Regions from separate parts of the Mus musculus genome. Here all the other regions are linked to region 3. Evidence: chromatin contacts called from public Hi-C and HiChIP or PLAC-seq data. All regions are on one chromosome and are shown on one strand. Each heading gives the region's core, a stretch centred on a gene start, on an enhancer-like site or on the middle of the called end of the contact. The rest is flanking DNA. Distances are from core to core; before and after follow the strand shown.

The links. Hi-C and Micro-C count contacts between places; a contact is called where the count stands out from the background. HiChIP or PLAC-seq counts read pairs in DNA pulled down with a chosen protein or histone mark.
Region 1: a contact with region 3 is called in an H3K4me3 HiChIP or PLAC-seq map of intestinal villus epithelium, with 7 read pairs. The contact joins two enhancer-like sites. A contact is called at or near these places in 4 of 484 Hi-C or Micro-C datasets (bone marrow-derived dendritic cells, bone marrow-derived macrophages, liver and 1 more) and 6 of 115 datasets of contacts at active chromatin or transcription factors (hepatocytes, intestinal crypt epithelium, intestinal villus epithelium and 3 more).
Region 2: a contact with region 3 is called in a Hi-C map of liver, with 8 times the contacts expected there. The contact joins two enhancer-like sites. A contact is called at or near these places in 1 of 39 promoter capture datasets (liver), 1 of 15 datasets of contacts at CTCF or cohesin (liver), 6 of 484 Hi-C or Micro-C datasets (bone marrow-derived macrophages and liver) and 7 of 115 datasets of contacts at active chromatin or transcription factors (hepatocytes, intestinal villus epithelium, kidney and 2 more).

Annotation. Positions count from the first base shown.
Region 1 is chr1:105,090,762-105,094,197 of GRCm38.p6, forward strand. No RefSeq gene overlaps it. Among named protein-coding and RNA genes, the nearest start is that of Gm29012, 24 kb to the right of the region's middle. Within about 2 kb of position 1,935, at least 21 of the 459 cell types and tissues checked have an H3K27ac peak or open chromatin away from gene starts, as enhancers often do. A contact at or near this core is called in hepatocytes, intestinal crypt epithelium and intestinal villus epithelium, where this site is marked.
Region 2 is chr1:105,111,351-105,114,333 of GRCm38.p6, forward strand. No RefSeq gene overlaps it. Among named protein-coding and RNA genes, the nearest start is that of Gm29012, 3.6 kb to the right of the region's middle. Within about 2 kb of position 1,606, at least 12 of the 459 cell types and tissues checked have an H3K27ac peak or open chromatin away from gene starts, as enhancers often do. A contact at or near this core is called in hepatocytes and liver, where this site is marked.
Region 3 is chr1:105,177,324-105,180,764 of GRCm38.p6, forward strand. No RefSeq gene overlaps it. Among named protein-coding and RNA genes, the nearest start is that of Gm41925, 55 kb to the left of the region's middle. Within about 2 kb of position 1,683, at least 84 of the 459 cell types and tissues checked have an H3K27ac peak or open chromatin away from gene starts, as enhancers often do. A contact at or near this core is called in hepatocytes, intestinal crypt epithelium, intestinal villus epithelium and 1 more, where this site is marked.

The DNA of each region.
Region 1 (3,436 bases), core at 685-3,184, 86 kb before region 3:
GGTAACCACCATCTCTGCTTCTCCTCTCCCCAACCCCCTTCCTAGATTATGGCAATGCTGATTCTATACCCTGTTTCTGTGAGAGCAAAAGTTCAGCTCTTGCATGCAACTGAGAAGATGCAGTATTTGCTTTCCTGTATGTAATCTATTCTGTGTAACATCGTGTTCTCCAGATTCATACATGTTTGTGGAAGATTTATCCTTTTATAACAGCTGACAAATACATTGTTGTATATTGTAATACATTGTATTTTTTTATATAAAGGTGTTGACAAATTAAGCAGTTTATTCAGCAAAGAAAAAATTATAAATTCTGATGCTTCTAGGAAACAGAACAGCTTCACAGTGCTCCATTCCCCATGATGGGCAAGTAGAATTTTAGAGAGAGGACATGACATAAGGAAATGATTTTTTCCATCTCTGTGCCTGCCATATTTGGGTGTGGTCTGATGAGCTGGAGCTTGTGACCAGCTGAGAATTAGATCCTGTTATTGGCTAAAACTCAGCCAGTTACACACACACACACACACACGTGTACACACACACACGTGTACACACACACACGTGTACACACACACGCACACATATACACAAATTATTTAATGGAGCACTAAGTAATTATAATTTTACAGGCATTCAGAGAATTTTGAGTAGTCAAGTATAAATCATTATGTCTCATTTTCTTTTCTAGATCAAAGGTGTTGCTTAAGACACCAGCAGCGGCTGCTGTCTGTCTGCAAACTCTGTCTGTCCACCTGGACAGTGGACACTGAACATCTTCTGGTTCTGAAATGGCAGGATTTGTGAAGTGTGTGTTGCTCACATAAACTCTGCTTAGTTTGCCAAAGCTTTCTCTTTCAAAATGTGATAGATGTTCACACTGTGACAAGATTCAGAAACTTGAACCTGGGAGACCCACTTGCTGACGGGTCCTCAGAGAGAGAGCGCATGCACCAGAAAAGCTGGGTTTGAATTCTGACTCTGCCACTCAGCCTGGATGAGTAGCCACCCCTCTGCTTTACAGTCTTCATCTGTAAAAGATGCCCATAAGGTATAAGGTTATGTTACTAGTAAAATGAATATTAAAACTGGATCTAGCACATGGTGAAAACATACTACATACACAATGCCAGTCTAGGCAACTGTGGTATAATTCTGAGATAATCAGACTTCTGTTTCACTGACAAAATGCCTGAGCATATACTTACAGGAGGAAATATTTATTTGGCTCACATTTTCAAAGTTTCCATCCATTTGGCAGAGAGAGAGTTGGGAGAGGAAACTAGCTCACACTGTCATGGCCAGGAAGGGGTGGTATAAACAGCAGAGGAGGATAGAGAACCCAGTCTATGTCTACACTCACAGGCTTTCTTCCCCTGCCACTATCCCTCCTTTTTCTCCAAAGGGGCCTAAGTTCAGAATAAATATTTTTGGAACTTTTAGATTTCCCACTTGAACCTTTCTGGGCGCTCTCTAATAATTCTCAGACTGTATTAGCCATATTCAAAGGGGGTCTTCTGCCCTTGGTTAATGTTCATTAGAAACATCATGACAGACTCACCCAGAGATGTATTTTACTCACCTCCTGGGTATTTGTTACTCTAATCAGGTCTCAATCAAGGCAGAGTCAGTGCTGGGCTAGGCATTAAAATATCTGCATACCCGACAGGGCTCTTGTCCTCAGTGCTTACCAGAGCTAGGATTAGCACTCTCCAGTTCACTGAATACAGATCAGAGGGAATCCCGCTCTGAGCCCATGCTGTTTGGCTTCCCCAGTGCCTATCAGGCCACCCCATCTGGATTTCAGCTATCCCTATTTTAGTATTTGAAGTCGCACTGTATTCCCAGTTTTTTGCATACTCCACTGTCTGACTCGCTTTGTCTCTTTCCCCACGTGAAGATGGCCCTGGGAATGAGATCTTCCATCACAGAAACACAAGAGGGCAGTAGTGGCTCTTAGGCTTGACCATGGTGGGGCTCTGGAAAAGAAGGGAAGTAGACATGGTAGAGGCTGAGCAAGGAAGGAATGGAGAGAACGAAGACAAAGAAGGAAGAAAAAATAAATATCATGAAAAGAACCAAGAACTAACCTTAATTACTTCCCCTTTGTCTTTGTTCCCTCCCCTTCAGGATAGTGTAGAAATTAAGAAATTAATTCCCCAAAGTGCCTTGTTGGGGAAAGGAATTCAGTATCCAGCCAGAGAGAGGAGGAAGGTCTTTAGAGACTGAAGCTTTGCCTGGGAGGCTGAGACACCAAGTACCCTAAGTGATCTAGAAAGAGGCCTCCCTTTCTCAGGCCACGTAGGGGCCAAACTAGCTTCTGCTGTGCTCAGGTCTTCCTTTTACTTGGAACTAGGATGTGCCCCTCTCCTGCTTGAAGCAGTCTTTACCTACCCTAGCTTGAAGTTTCTTCTCTCAGCCAACTGCCCTGAGTTTGCACTGCCAAATGGCACACCCTGCCCAGCCCTAAGCAAGCCAACAGTCCATTTTCCTTCCATAAGATTTACAACCAGGAACTAGATTACAGGGTAACAAAAATAAGCAGAGAGCAATTATCAAGATAAGGGTGCTTTTTTACAGCCTAGTAGCTGACTTACAGCTTCTATTTTCTTTTCCAAACTGGATTGACTTAATGTTCTCTCTCTCTCTCTCTCTCTCTCTCTCTCTCTCTCTCTCTCCCTCCCTCCCTCCCTCCCTCCCTCCCTCCCTCCCTCCCTCCCTCCCCCCAGAGCAAGGGTAACCAAATGTGCAAGGTTGCCAAGGCCTAAGGGATTTCTGTGCTACAACTGAGACAATACTTGTGCTACTGAACTTGGATTCTGAGACCCCCTCAAAAGTCACATTTACCCAGCAGTCCTTGAAAAAGCAATTAAAACCACAAAACCAGCAGCAGAAAGCAGTAAAAGGAGATGAACTCAATGTGACCACACTGGGACTAGGGGCAAAGAGATCCATTGACTCCTTCAGTCTATTTTTAGGGTCCTCAAGTTAAATTAGGATTTGGATAGAGGTCTGGGGATGCACACATCTAAGCAGTCCGGGTCAAGGTGTGACTCTGCCCACCACTGACTCACTATGATCTCTGTTTAGCCTCACTCTGTAAGGTGGTCTGACTTGTTACAACGGTATGAGATCTCTTTTATAAGAGACAAGAGGTCTCTTTCCCCACTACTGAGATCCACTGCTTCAGTAATCTGATAGTTAAATTGAGGAACACACGAGTCTCTTTAGAACATCTGCTGTTCTACCAAGCCACTTATTCTAGAACTAGAAGTAAAACTTGGTGACTCAGCACTGAAGTTAGACATGCCTCCTCCTCACCTCCCAGTCTGAGACTACGGAAAGCTGTCAGGCAGGGAGGCTCTGAAGGTGAGATTTGGAACTCATGCAGGTGCCTGTTTTGTGTCCAGTGGGCAAGAACATCATGGAGAACATT
Region 2 (2,983 bases), core at 356-2,855, 66 kb before region 3:
AGAAGCCAATTAAGCAGTTGCTTAAGGGTGAAGCCAAAATAATTCAGGACATTTTAATGAAGCTTCTAGCTGCTTTTCCTGAAATCTAATGAGGATGTCACTGGAATGGAAACAAAACAGATGCCACTAGTGTGAGGGCATCGAACAAAAGACACGCATCCTGATTCAATTCAGCAGGCTAAGGCTAGGGGAGGACACTGCCACTGGATGCTTTAGAAACAAACTAAACAACATCCCTAAGGTCCCAGGCAGGCTAGATAAACTGTGTGCACCCTGGGCTACTGTCCCCATGGGTCCAAATTCATAAGCTTCTATCTCTTTCACCTACTGGCATCTTATGAGGCAGAAGGGGCTTTGACTCATTTCTGCCTGGTGGGTTATTCTCTACCTACAGGATTCACTATTTACTGAGTTCTAGAAAATCAGGCCCTGCCCAGGCTCTCTTGGGGGGGGGGTTGGGGGGAAGAGTCAGATTCTAAGTGGCAGGAAGTATTCAGAATGTGACATAATAAAAAGCAGCATAAAACTTTTTTAAATGTTCTGATGAGATGGGAAAGAAAATTAAAAATTTAAGCCTCTTAAAATGGAAATCTTGCCAGCATGCCTTACAATTTGAAAACTCTTGCTTGTTAAAAAGCAGTGTGTGTGTGGGGGGGGGGGTGGGATGGGGAGAGGGAGCTAAGTATTGTGAGATGAACTTCAACAATATGATGAGTCCTAAGACGTGAGTCAGGTCTCTGAAGTTCTCCAAGTATAGCCATGGAGTCATAGTCCTCCCTGCTGCAAGCCCAGGGATACCCTCCTCATGGGATTCACGACCCTCATAAGGCTATTCTGAGCATATCATGGTAATGACTCTAAAAAAATCTCTTGAAAGTTAAAGATTTCTAACCACCTTCTGAGATTAGCTTAATCAATTAGGTCTCAACCTGAAATCAGGGAAGAAGAGCTACTTACATTAGAAGTAAGTGTTTCAGGGCAACCCTGTCTCTTCCCAAAAGATGTATGTTCCTTCTTCTCACTAGAGTGAGCAGAAAACCCTGGGTAGCAGGGTCACCTCCCATGGCTGGGGGGACACATGTCTCAGCACGGAGTCAGTAAATTATACCTTGTTTCCAAATATTGCTGTACACATGGCACCACACATTGACATGACATGGAGTAGGCATTCCCTGTGTCGCCCCAAATCACTAACTGTTCACATGCTCTTGTTTCTACTTGACTCTGGCAGAATCAGCAGCTTCATCTGATGGAGCCAGTGCCCCTCAGCATTGTGCTATCTTGGCATTTTCATGCTCTGTGCATTCATATCTGTAGGTCCACTATCCTATGCACAGAAAGCTCAAATTTTCACTTAATTTGATATAATTATATATTTATATTCACTACAGCATTTGGAGATTCTTAGCAGAGCATTTAAAATGAGTCTTGCTTTTTCTTATTTTTTACTATTTCACAATAGGAAAGCTAGACCTTTGCTTCTAAGGTGAGCAGATATGTCCGTGAGGTGTTTTGTTTTGCCTCAACATTTGGAGAGCATTGTTTCCTGGCAAGCATTGCACTCTAATGTGATGAAAGAATTGTGAAGCTCAACAGGACTGTGTGGGGACAAACATGTGTTATTATGACTTTAAACAGATCAAAGGAACTTTTTGGCATCTCTAACCCAGGTTGCTTGCAACTGCTCACATGTTTAGTGCATGTACAAACAGAAAAATGTCAGTTGTGCTGTGGTTTAAGTTTTACCCATTCATTCAATATCTAAGTGACTTAAAAACTTACATTCATTTAAAAATAAATAAGAGAATGAAAATCTGAAATAGTGAAAATGAAGTAGAAAATTAAGCCTAGCTCTAAAAGAAGCCTGACTTCTGCCCTACATGTGTGACCAGAGATAATGCCTTTGGGAGTGATACACTGAGGGCAAGTGAGCCTTGGCAAGCAGAACTAACACTGAGGTTGATGGCTTTGAGTCAATAGAGAGTTGATAAGGACTGAAGACTGAGGTCCACCATGTCACTCATGTCTGTGTCATAGAGCCTCAATAAAAATTCAGGCCACCAATACTTCACACAGGACTTCCTGGTCCTCAGGTGTCAGTGCTGGGACAGCAATTCATTCTAACATAGGCCATGGTTTTCAACTTTCAGGGCTACAACAAGCTTTTCACAGGAGTCATATATCAGATAGGTTGCATATCAGATATTTTATATTATGACCCATAGCAATAGCACAATTACAATTATGAAGTAAGGGCAAAAATAATTTTATGGTTGGGGTTACCACAACGTATGGAACTTTATTAAAGGATTGTAGCACTAAGAAGTTTGAGAACCACTGCTATAGGCAAAGAAACTCTCATTTGGTTCCTTCCTAGGATTTATCCCTATGTGTCAGGCTTAGAGGATAGCGTTTGAATGGCCCTGAGCCACATGTGATGTGTCATCACTGAGCTTACAAAGGGAAAATACCCTCAGCTCTCTATATTGCTTTAGACTTGCATGCAGGACTTTTCTTCTTCAAATCTCCTGTTGTTAGCATTATTTATGTTACTGGCAACGCCAAAAGTAAAACCAAGGTCTTCATAAGTGCTAAGCCCAATCTCTTCCACTGAGCTGACCAGCTAGACAGCAGGGTTTTGGTTTATTTTGCTTTTGCAGAAACACCTTACCATCAATAGCTTCCTCAGTGTAGCTTACAGAAATTAAATAACAGATACAGACCCAGTCACTTGTTTATTCTGGAATACCATCTATCCTCTTGCCACTAAAGGGAGTTTTGCAAACTCTACAGGTTTAATGTTCAAGCCTTGTGTGTGGTCTCTCCATCCACACAGTAGCCCCGATACTTCCTTTTATGGGGGGTGGGAGGAAGGGGGCTTCCAGGTCCATGTTCCTTGCTATCCATGGAGTTCCTTTTCATGGAAATGATGACTATGATGTCAACTGCCCATCAGGGAGTCTGGCTGAGACTCTGCATAGAA
Region 3 (3,441 bases), core at 433-2,932:
AAAAAAAAAAACCCACACACCATCTCTATCCTGTACCTTTTCAAACAAGAGTGGAAGGATAAGAGGGAGTAAGACACAAACACCCTAGACATTGATGACTTGATGCTGTGGGAAACCTGCTTGGATAGGCGACCTGCTGTCTTCCTTGAACCCTGGCTCCGTGGCACTGCCATCCACCCTAGTTTAATATGTATTTTCATACACAGCTCAGTCCTTCTAGTCTCTGACATGCTATCAGTTCCTTCTGGGACAATTTGTACAACGTTGGAGTTCCATTAGTCACAGTTCCTGGGACCTGAGGGCAGCCGAAACTGTTCTAGGGTTAGTCTTGCGGTTTCCTCTCTCAGATACTGAAAGACTGGGAGCTTTTAGTTCCTGGGAGTTTTCTGATATTTATGTGTGGCCTTATTTAAAAAAGAAAAAAGTTTCCATTAGTCTGTTTATTTTTAGCTATAGTATTAAATATCCCAGTAGAAAAATAGAAGATCACAGACGCGAAAGGTCCTGTTAGCTTCCCAGCTGGAGTCATGCTGTTTAGAGGCTCAAAGTGGCTAAGTCCCGAGCCATTAATACCCTGGGAAAAAATGGAGTGCAGTTGTGCCTCTGAGATGCTTTCCTGACTTTAAGGACACTTTTATACTCTATTCCGGGAAAAGAAAACACATAATAGCCAAATACAGGCAGACTTTTTAGGTGCAGGAATGAGTGTCGACAGGACCCCTTAATGTTCTTCTAGCTAATCTTAAACTGCAGGCCAGACCCAGCCAAAGCACAATGAAAGTTGATGTATTAGGATGCAGCCAAGAACCCACTAGCATCAAGCCAGTCTGGGCCTTCTGCAGGCTTATGGGTGGTGGTGGTGGTGGTGGTGGTGGTGGTGGTGTGTGTGTGTGTGTGTGTAACTCACTAGTTTATGAACCAGACAGTCAATGTTAGTAACAGAAATGACTCTCAGAGCAGATGCTGTTTCTGCTGACTGCCATATTGCCAGCTCTGATGTGACTCTAACATTTTGAGCATAGATTAGATAAAAATTAGAATTAGACACAAAGGGTGAGATTTTCTCTAAAGACCTAGAAATGTCATTGTCAACATTCAGTTCTCTGCAGAAAAATGCAGTGCCCTGATCTTGTACTCCCTCTGTGTCCACGGGGCTCAGATGTGCAGCACAAACTCCTGTGTCACAAAGCCCTTAAAATACAGAGGTCTGAACTCACAGATTTCCTGGATCCTATAAAAAGGCTCTGGGGGCAAGCCAGGTGATGAGACCCACACAGAAGCTGTGGCTTCCTTCTCTCCTGGAGATGAGGGTGGATAAATATCAGTAGTGCCTCTCCTGTCTGCCCTCAAAGACTTCAATCTGGGATGCAAACTGGGAAGAACTCTGTTGTTGACTAGAAGAAATCAGGGAAATGAGCAGGCCAGCTAATTGTGAAACAATTTAACAAAGCTAAATTAGCAATAAGAAGAGGCAAAAGGATTTCTAGAGCCACTCGGGTATCCAGGGTGAAGTAAGAAGGCAATGAAGTTAGAAGAGAGCAATTTAAAAATTAACCCGTGTGTGAACTTACTCTGTTCAGAACAGGAATTCGAAAGCAAACAAAGACCAGTTGAGGCCCTCCTCCCTCCGGAGCAGGATTGGCATTTTAGAGGAGAAATTGATTGGTGGAGAACCCACTCTGCTGGGTAATTAAACAAGTATGCCGATCAATAGTCAGTATCTGGGATTTGGAAGCTCACTGCAAGCTAACACAGGGACACAGAAGGGAGGGGGAGGAACTGCTGGTTGCTTCGGGCAAGGCTAGAGCTTTAAGGGTTTTACACTAAAAGATAAATGCATGTTCCTTTCACCTTCCTTGCTTTAAAAACCTCTTTGATTCAGTATTAACCCAGACAAAAGGAAGAGCCTCCACTCCAAGCATTCTTCTCTTGGTGACAGGTGACAGTTTTAAAGGGTCCAATTTGTGATTACATTGTTCACTTATGCAATGCAATTAAGCTGCCGGTTAGGTTCATGTTGCTTTAAGAAAAATATGATCAAGTTACTTATTAGCTACCTTGAACCTGTCTCCCTAAGAATTAGAAGGCTGGCCAAGGATCAGTCCCAGCAGAGCTGGAGCTATCTGCTTTTCTGTTTGTTGTGGTCATAGAACCCATCGGATCATGAGCATGCTGTGTGTGTGGCTAAACATCTGCAGCTGCCCAGGCACAGGCCAGGCTCATTAGATGACTGGGCCTACTGGCCACCTGCCAAGGCATCTGACACAAGTGGGAGAAGGCTAACCTAACTCTCCCCTAGAAGCTAGGCGGTGGATACTTGTCTTCAGCACTCAGCAGAGGAAGCTGGGAGATGACCAGGCCAGTGAAAAGTCAGAAATAGAAAGGGCGTGGCTTCAGCTCTGAGATGCATGGTCAAGGCTGTCTCTGTGCTGCTGCTTTGTCTTGGTCTTGGTGGAAGTAAAATGGAAGGAAGACTTGGGGCCATCACCTCACCCTACACCCTGCACTCTGCTCCCTGCACCCTGCACCCTGCACCCTGCTCCCTGCTCCCTGCACCCTGCACCCTGCTCCCTGCACCCTGCTCCCTGCACCCTGCACCCTGCACCCTGCACCCTGCACCCTGCTCCCTGCACACTGCACCCTGCACCCTGCACCCTGCTCCCTGCACCCTGCACCCTGCTCCCTGCACCCTGCTCCCTGCACCCTGCTCCCTGCACCCTGCACCCTGCACCCTGCACCCTGCACCCTGCACCCTGCACCCTGCTCCCTGCTCCCTGCTCCCTGCTCCCTGTACCCTGCACCCTGCATCCTGCACACACTTGTCCAGGATTTCCTGCATTCCTGGACTTTTACAGAGGAAACAAGTTTCTTCCATTCCTTGCTTATCCATGAAGTATAAGCTTTCTAGCTGAGAATAATTGCAAAGGTGGTGTAATTGGTCTACAAATTGCTCTACAGTGAGGAATCTTGCAAGCACAACTAGCTAATGCACAACAAAAGCAACCACTGGTGGTTCCGAAGGAAAGAGCTGTTCTAGGTATGAACAAGTGATTTTCAGCTCAAAGATTTATGCTACAAAATTCTGGAGTCATTGAGAAAACAGGATTTAATACTTATTTTGTATCTTATTATTTTTACGATGATAATAATTACTTTATTGATATTGTTATGGTTAATGGCTATAAGTCTCAGGTGAGCTGGGAAAGTCCAGACAGGAAAGTTTACACACTGATAACATCTTCTGGCAGTTAGGAGCTGGGAAGTAACTGACAATAAGGGCAACATATTGATAAGAACATCCGAGTGGCATTTTATGACCCTGATATTTCAGGAAACAGATCTGAAGACGAAATTTTTACATTATTTTTTTTTATTACGCATTTTCCTCAATTACATTTCCAATGCTATCCCAAAAGTCCCACATACCCTCCCCCCCCACTC